Linked DNA regions of Gossypium hirsutum: region 2 is linked to region 1. Evidence: chromatin contacts called from public Hi-C data. All regions are on one chromosome and are shown on one strand. Each heading gives the region's core, a stretch centred on a gene start, on an enhancer-like site or on the middle of the called end of the contact. The rest is flanking DNA. Distances are from core to core; before and after follow the strand shown. Region 1 holds the start of LOC107936305 (5-methyltetrahydropteroyltriglutamate--homocysteine methyltransferase). Region 2 holds the start of LOC121204727 (cyclic dof factor 2).

Evidence for each region. Hi-C and Micro-C count contacts between places; a contact is called where the count stands out from the background.
Region 2: a contact with region 1 is called in a Hi-C map of leaf, with 2.3 times the contacts expected there. The contact joins the promoter of LOC121204727 here to the promoter of LOC107936305 in region 1. A contact is called at or near these places in 2 of 34 Hi-C or Micro-C datasets (both in leaf).

The regions. Positions count from the first base shown.
Region 1 is chrA08:123,622,461-123,625,815 of Gossypium_hirsutum_v2.1, reverse strand. LOC107936305 (5-methyltetrahydropteroyltriglutamate--homocysteine methyltransferase) reads left to right here and starts at 1,555. Exons shown (of 12, transcript XM_016868997.2): 1 at 1,555-1,932. It overlaps LOC121204723 (a long non-coding RNA gene), which reads right to left and starts at 679. Exons shown (of 3, transcript XR_005899920.1): 1 at 209-679; 2 at 34-110.
Region 2 is chrA08:123,816,096-123,819,255 of Gossypium_hirsutum_v2.1, reverse strand. LOC121204727 (cyclic dof factor 2) reads right to left here and starts at 1,730. Exons shown (of 2, transcript XM_041075156.1): 1 at 1,462-1,730; 2 at 1-508. The coding sequence starts at 1,536.

The sequences.
Region 1 (3,355 bases), core at 306-2,805:
TAAAAGACTTATAGGGGATTAACAAAAAATTACCTGGTAAGCGAGTTGGCTTGGAGAGGTGGAGATCACCTGAACCCTTTTGGTACAAGATTAACTTTGATGCAGCTTACCTTTCCAGATCAAACAAATCTTGCTTAGGGTTAATTACCCGTAATACAGATAGTAAGATAATGGGTTCGAGAATAATTATAAATGATCACGTACCTACCTTTATTGTAGCAGCGAGAGCGATAACATGTCTCCAGGCAGTTCAGATAAGGTTGGATTTGGGCCTCAGCAAGGTCGTGATTGAAGGAGATAATCTTTCAGTGATAAAAAAGCTACATGCAGGAGTGATTGGCATATCAGTGTTGAGTGCCTATATAATTGACGCAAAGAAAACCAGTGAAGATTTGTTGGATGTATGTTTAGGCATGTAACAAGAAACGAAAATGAGCTGGCCCACATTTTTGCTAAAGAGGGTTTGCGAAGGGAGGAAAATAATTATTTGTTGGAGAGGGTGTCTTCATATGTGATAGCAGCGGTGTGGAGATGGACAATTGGCGGACAAATCAAGCTTCTCTTAGTGTCCGAGGCTTGAAAGAAATGAAGAGATAAGGAAGTCTCGATTTTTTTTACTTGGAAAGAGACGTTTTATTTTTTGAAGGAGCCACTGGTTTTGTTGTTTTAGATGCCTTAAAAGAAGGGATGAGATAGCTCATTTATTATTGATTGGGTTATTTACGAGAAATAATGAAATGGTTTAATTTATTTATTTGTGAGGTTGGTTATTCAATTGTCGTTTCATATGGTAAAACTTTTGTAAACCTTTTATTTTTCAATTAATCTAATTCAGGAATTTTCAAAAAAAAAGTGAAAGTGTTTAGTAATTTTTTATTATTATACGGGCATGATAAAATTACTCTTTTTACTATTAAATGGATTAATTTAATCATTATATTATTTAAAAGAATTAAAATTTAATATTTTTAAAGTTTTTATAATTCAATGAAATTATTTGAAGTTGAATTACAAATAAAAAATATTTTTTATGTCACCTTTTAAACTGTAAATATTAATATGTTAAAATTATAGTTTTATTCAAAATTTTTAATAGCATAAATATTAAACTATTTCATTTAATTGTAGAATGATTAATTTAATTCAGTCTCTATAATAAAAAGAAATACATATTTATAAATTTAGGTTACTATTATGATAAATCTTAGTGAAGTAGAATTAAATAAATGTCATACCTATGATTTGATTTATATTTTTATTTAAAACATATGGTATTGTTTTATCGATATTTTAAAAATCGAGTCAATAATTAGTTCTGTTATCCTACTAATTTTTAGTTTAATCAATTTAATTATTAATTAAAAAATCATAAAAAAATATAAAATCAATTCTAAATTATTTACCCATTTATCCGATTTCTTTTAAAAATTCATGGACAATAAAATCAAATAAAATTTCCATAAAATTAAATATAATGTTAGGTTGGATCCAATTTGGATCACACCTATTTGGTTGGGATAATAATAAAACATTAATATTTACGAAACATTTTTTATCCGAAATTACAATCTCGTTTGTAGAAAAATACGTATTTTCTCTCACACACCGCCAACCAAAAACAACTCCACCACGCGCCACTTAAAAAGGCCGCGCGTATGCTTAAATTTCACTAAAATCTAAAACTAGAAAGAAAAAAAGAAGAAGCAAAATACAAAAAAAGAGAAGAAAAAAAAATCACCATCATCGTTAGATTCAGATCTGGGATTTCACTCATTTATAGCCAATAGTACACCATTTCAGCTATAAATAGCCAACCCCTCCACTCTCTAAAATTGTGCCACTTCTTCCTCTTCATCTCTCTCTCTATCTTTCTGTATCTCTTTGAGTTACTTATTTTTGGTTCTCTCTCCGGTTTCACCTCCGTTCACTTCGGTACGGTTCGGTTCCCTCCTTTCATATCCCACTGTTTGCGGTTCCCTGTCATTCTAACTCTTCTTTCTTTCCTTTCCTTGCTGGATCTTCATTACCATGATTTAAAAAAGAAAAAACATTGAGAGATTTGTGTATATTTTCACTGAGATCTTTTACTAAATGTAAACTTTTATTCTTGGTTATTTTTCTTTCTGGGATTTCATTAAATATGATCTAAAAGATTCCAAAAAAGTTGTGGTTTTTTTATTATTGAAATCTATTTGAAAGTCTCAGCATTTCGAATATAGCAGTTCATTTTCATTCTGGGTTTTCATTATTACGATTTAAAAACTCTGCTTCGAGTTGTTTCTATCGATTTTTCTTGCTGACATTTATTAAGAAGTGTAAGCATTCACTTGATTTTCTTTATGAGTTTTTATAAGTAATTGATTTAGCTTAGGTTTTTGGAATTATTCAAGATTCTGTGTTTTTTGTAGTGAGATCTAATCGTTAGTGTTAGTATTCTATCAGTTTATTTGGCTTTTCTTTTGTCTTGTCTGTTTTGAAAGCAATTTAATAGATCCAGTGTTTTGGGGTTTTATAATTGTATAGATCTAGTGCTTTAATCATTGGTTTATAGATCTGCATTTTGTTTGGTTCTCTATGTAACGGTGTATTTATATCTGATTCCTTTGGTTCCTATTTACAGTCACATGTTAGACTTCAAGCTTGATATATATAAAGCTCATCTATATAAAAAGTTCGATCAGTCTCGCCTACTTGAGTGAAGCATTAGGACACTCGAGTTTGGCTCATTTGATTGTTCGAGCTCGACCAAATACCTATCAAATTCTAATCTTTGTCTAGTTGCACCCGAGTACCTTCTAACTATAAGTGTCTCATTACACCCCTAAGTTGTCTTGCTTTCATATGAATATATTTTATTAGAGAAATATATGATAATTTCCAAACATTAATTCATATGATCTTTTGGTCTGTCTATACTGAATTCTATCACTTATTGGAATACAGGGGCATGCTAAAGTTGCATGCTAAGTTATTTTTAATACGTACCTTTATGTAATAATGTTGAACTTTGTCTTTTCTTTTATTTTTGTTTAGAAAATTTTAATCATTGGTTTATTGCTATAAATTGTCATTGGTTTATAGATCTGCATTTTGTTTGGTTCTCTATGTAACGGTGTATTTATATCTGATTCCTTTGGTTCCTATTTACAGTCACATGTTGGACTTCAAGCTTGATACGTATATAAAGCTCACCTATATAAAAAGTTCGATTAGTCTCGTGTACTTGAGTGAACCATTAGGACACTTGAGTTTGGCTCATTTGATTGTTCGAGCTCGACCAAATACCTATCAAATTCTAATCTTTGTCTAGTTGCACCCGAGTACCTTTTAACTATAGGTGTCTCATTACTCCCCT
Region 2 (3,160 bases), core at 481-2,980, 190 kb before region 1:
CCATGGAAGGCTTGAATGCAGCTGTAGATTCACAAGGAGATACAAGTTGTTGATTTGCTGAGTCGGGGGTTTCTATCTGAGTCATTGGTACTCCATCGGAAGAAACTATTATCTGACGGTATTGCGAGGTCAAGTGCTTATTCTTCCTTCTCCCGGCACCGATAGGAACATTTCTCATTGTTCCACCAGCTGTCCAATATCTCTGGCAATTCTTACAGAAATGTCGAGGTTGGTTGACATTATAGTTATTGAAATAACAGAATTTCGTGTCTAAGCTGTTGCACCGTGGACATGGAAGGATCTTGTCTGGCTTCTTGAAAACTATCTCCTGATCTGTTCTATTCGTCTCTGGCTGTTCGTCTTTGGGGTTAATTTGTACCTCATCCAGTTTCATACAAGTTTGAACTTCTTCCTTACCATTTTCCACCTTAATGGACTTATCTGGCTTACCAGATGTATTTGTTTGAGAAGTTTCAGTTGCCGGGTTTGTTTCCTCACCACATGTATCCTGAAATTCAAAACCAAAACAGCATTAGAAACTTGGTGATCAAGGAAAAAACATTGGAAACAACATCTCCAGCTCGATTATCATTAAATGAAACATAACAAACGACATCCTTGGCACGATTATCGTAAAACATCAGTTAGTTCACAATAATTCCATTAGCAACATGTAAGAAAGTATGACTGTAATACTTACATGAACAGCTGTTTTTCCCCATCATCCAAAGACAATGAATACATACACAAGTGTATATATATCTTTATAAAGCTGTTTTTCAATTCTGAAATCGGAAAATTAACGAAAATAATTGTTTTCTAAGCAAATTTCATCAAAAAGAAACGATGGTCACTTAAATTTGCTATAATGAACAACTCTCCTTGATAGAAATGGAGTTCTTATATATAGAAATCTGTATAAGAAATAAAAGGAAAAGAGGCATCAATTACTTCAGTTTCCTAAATAATCACTCTATAAAGAATCATGTTTTTTGACAAATTCCTAATAAATTATAATTTTTTTACTGCCCAAACCCAAAATCAATTTTTTTTCTCAAAAGAATTAAGGTATGTTTAGTTCATTTAAAACCATAAATTAGAGAAATGTAAAGTTAAGAAAGGAAACTAATCACAAATAAAAAAAAGAAATGAAACAATTTATAATTTATACCATAAAAAGCAAGCAGATTCATCCCAAAATACAAAGTCAAAAAATTCTTTCAATAAAACAAGAAAAATATGAAAAAAAATGCATTTTAAGTCATAAAAACTTCAACTATGGGTGCATACAACAGCTTCAAAGGTTAATATTTTCACCAACAAATCATAAACAACAAACCCAGAAATATTAAGCTAACAACAACAGCTAAAATTGTGGACAAGCAACACATATATACATTAAACCAAAATAAAAATAATATAAAAATTTTAAAAATGAACTTTGAATATATGTAAGCTTACCCCAGCATGAATCTGAGGTTCAAGCACAGGAATCTTCCTTCCAAAGAGCTTGAAAGCTGGATCTCCACCGTTCATTTTTTTTTACATACAATCTTTGACGTTTTTGCAGGTATGAAGAGCAAGAACCATAACTTTTAAGCCCCAAAAAATTTAAAATAAAGTTGATTTTAGAATGAGTAAAAGAAAATAAAGAAGACTCTTTTTAGAAGAAAGGAGGCAACTTTTTATAGTGTTTTTACTCTTTTTCACTAAAATCCCACAAAACCCCATAAAAACACAAAGAAAAATGAAAAAATATATATTTAAAAAAAAAAAGTCTCTGTGATAAAGCATAAAGAACGTGGAGGATCAGAGTAAAATTTTTTAAACTTTTCTGCCTTTTTTTTCTATTTGGAAATTATTTAATTATCGAATTTATTCCTAAATTAGTAATTAAATAAATTATAATCACCAATTAAAGCAAATCCTTTATAATAATGTTTTATCCATCACATAATGAATAAAGTTGTCAACATTCAGCAGCAGCATTTAATACAGTAATAACAATATGATAACAATTAATACATTATGTCTTATTTCAATAAAATAATATTCTAATTAAAAAATTATTCAAATTATTTAAAAATACTATATTTGATTTTTTTTTTTGGCTCTTGGCATGGTTATAAAAACTAGGCGATGTTATCTTATTTTTTATAATAAAAAATTGGGTACTCTTATTATATTTTTTGTGCAATTGGGTACGGATAAATTATTTGATTAAAATTATAGAATCATTTTATGGGATCTTGGAATTAAAAAGAGGGGAAAGAAATTGGAAATAAAATCATTATTAAATGTTGGAGTCTTATTTTAAAAGCAAAATAAAATAGTGAATTTTTTAAATATATCTCCAGACATATTAAATATTATTATATTATATTTTTATTAAGGCATTTGAACATTTAATTAAAAAAATAAATATATAAGGATGGTCCCATTTAGAATGATAAAAATATTTATATTATAATTTTCATAAAATAAATAAATAAATTATTAGAGTGTAATATAGAATTTGCTAGATTAATTTAGAAGAGAATAAAAGGGAGGTGGGGTTGGTGCCAGCTGGCATCCGAATCAGCAAAAGAAAAAAGGATTTGGATGTAGTGGCTAAGGATGATGCTGATGTAAGAAAGACAAACTTAAAGGCATTAAAAAGCTAAAAATACCCAAAATGTGGAGCCCCCTTTTGTAATAAAGTGAAACAACAAAATAAAAATAGTCGCTTTTTACGCCGCCTTCAATGTCTTTCCCCGTTTGCTTTATTTTTCTTACCACAGGGACCAAATTGCATTCCCGGCATTGGACAAGGACCTTTGGGTAAACTTTCACCAACTCATGTTATAGATTAAAAAATGCCACGTAATTTTTAAATGTCCACGTCATCAAACCAACAGTCTTATTGTTTAACTGTTGCAAAATTCACTGCTTCATTCAAATAATGTTATTAGACATAATTAACATTATATTGTAATCTTGTGACTATGAATTAAATTCTTTAATAAAATACATTAGATATTCCTAATGAAATTTTCATTAAGAAAAGATTGATGATATAAGAACAGCTGGCTAAAAAGAGGTAAGCAATTAACAACTTAATTAAGGGGAACATTGGATTTGGATTTGGATTTTTGTTGTTTATTTTTATTTAGGGTACATT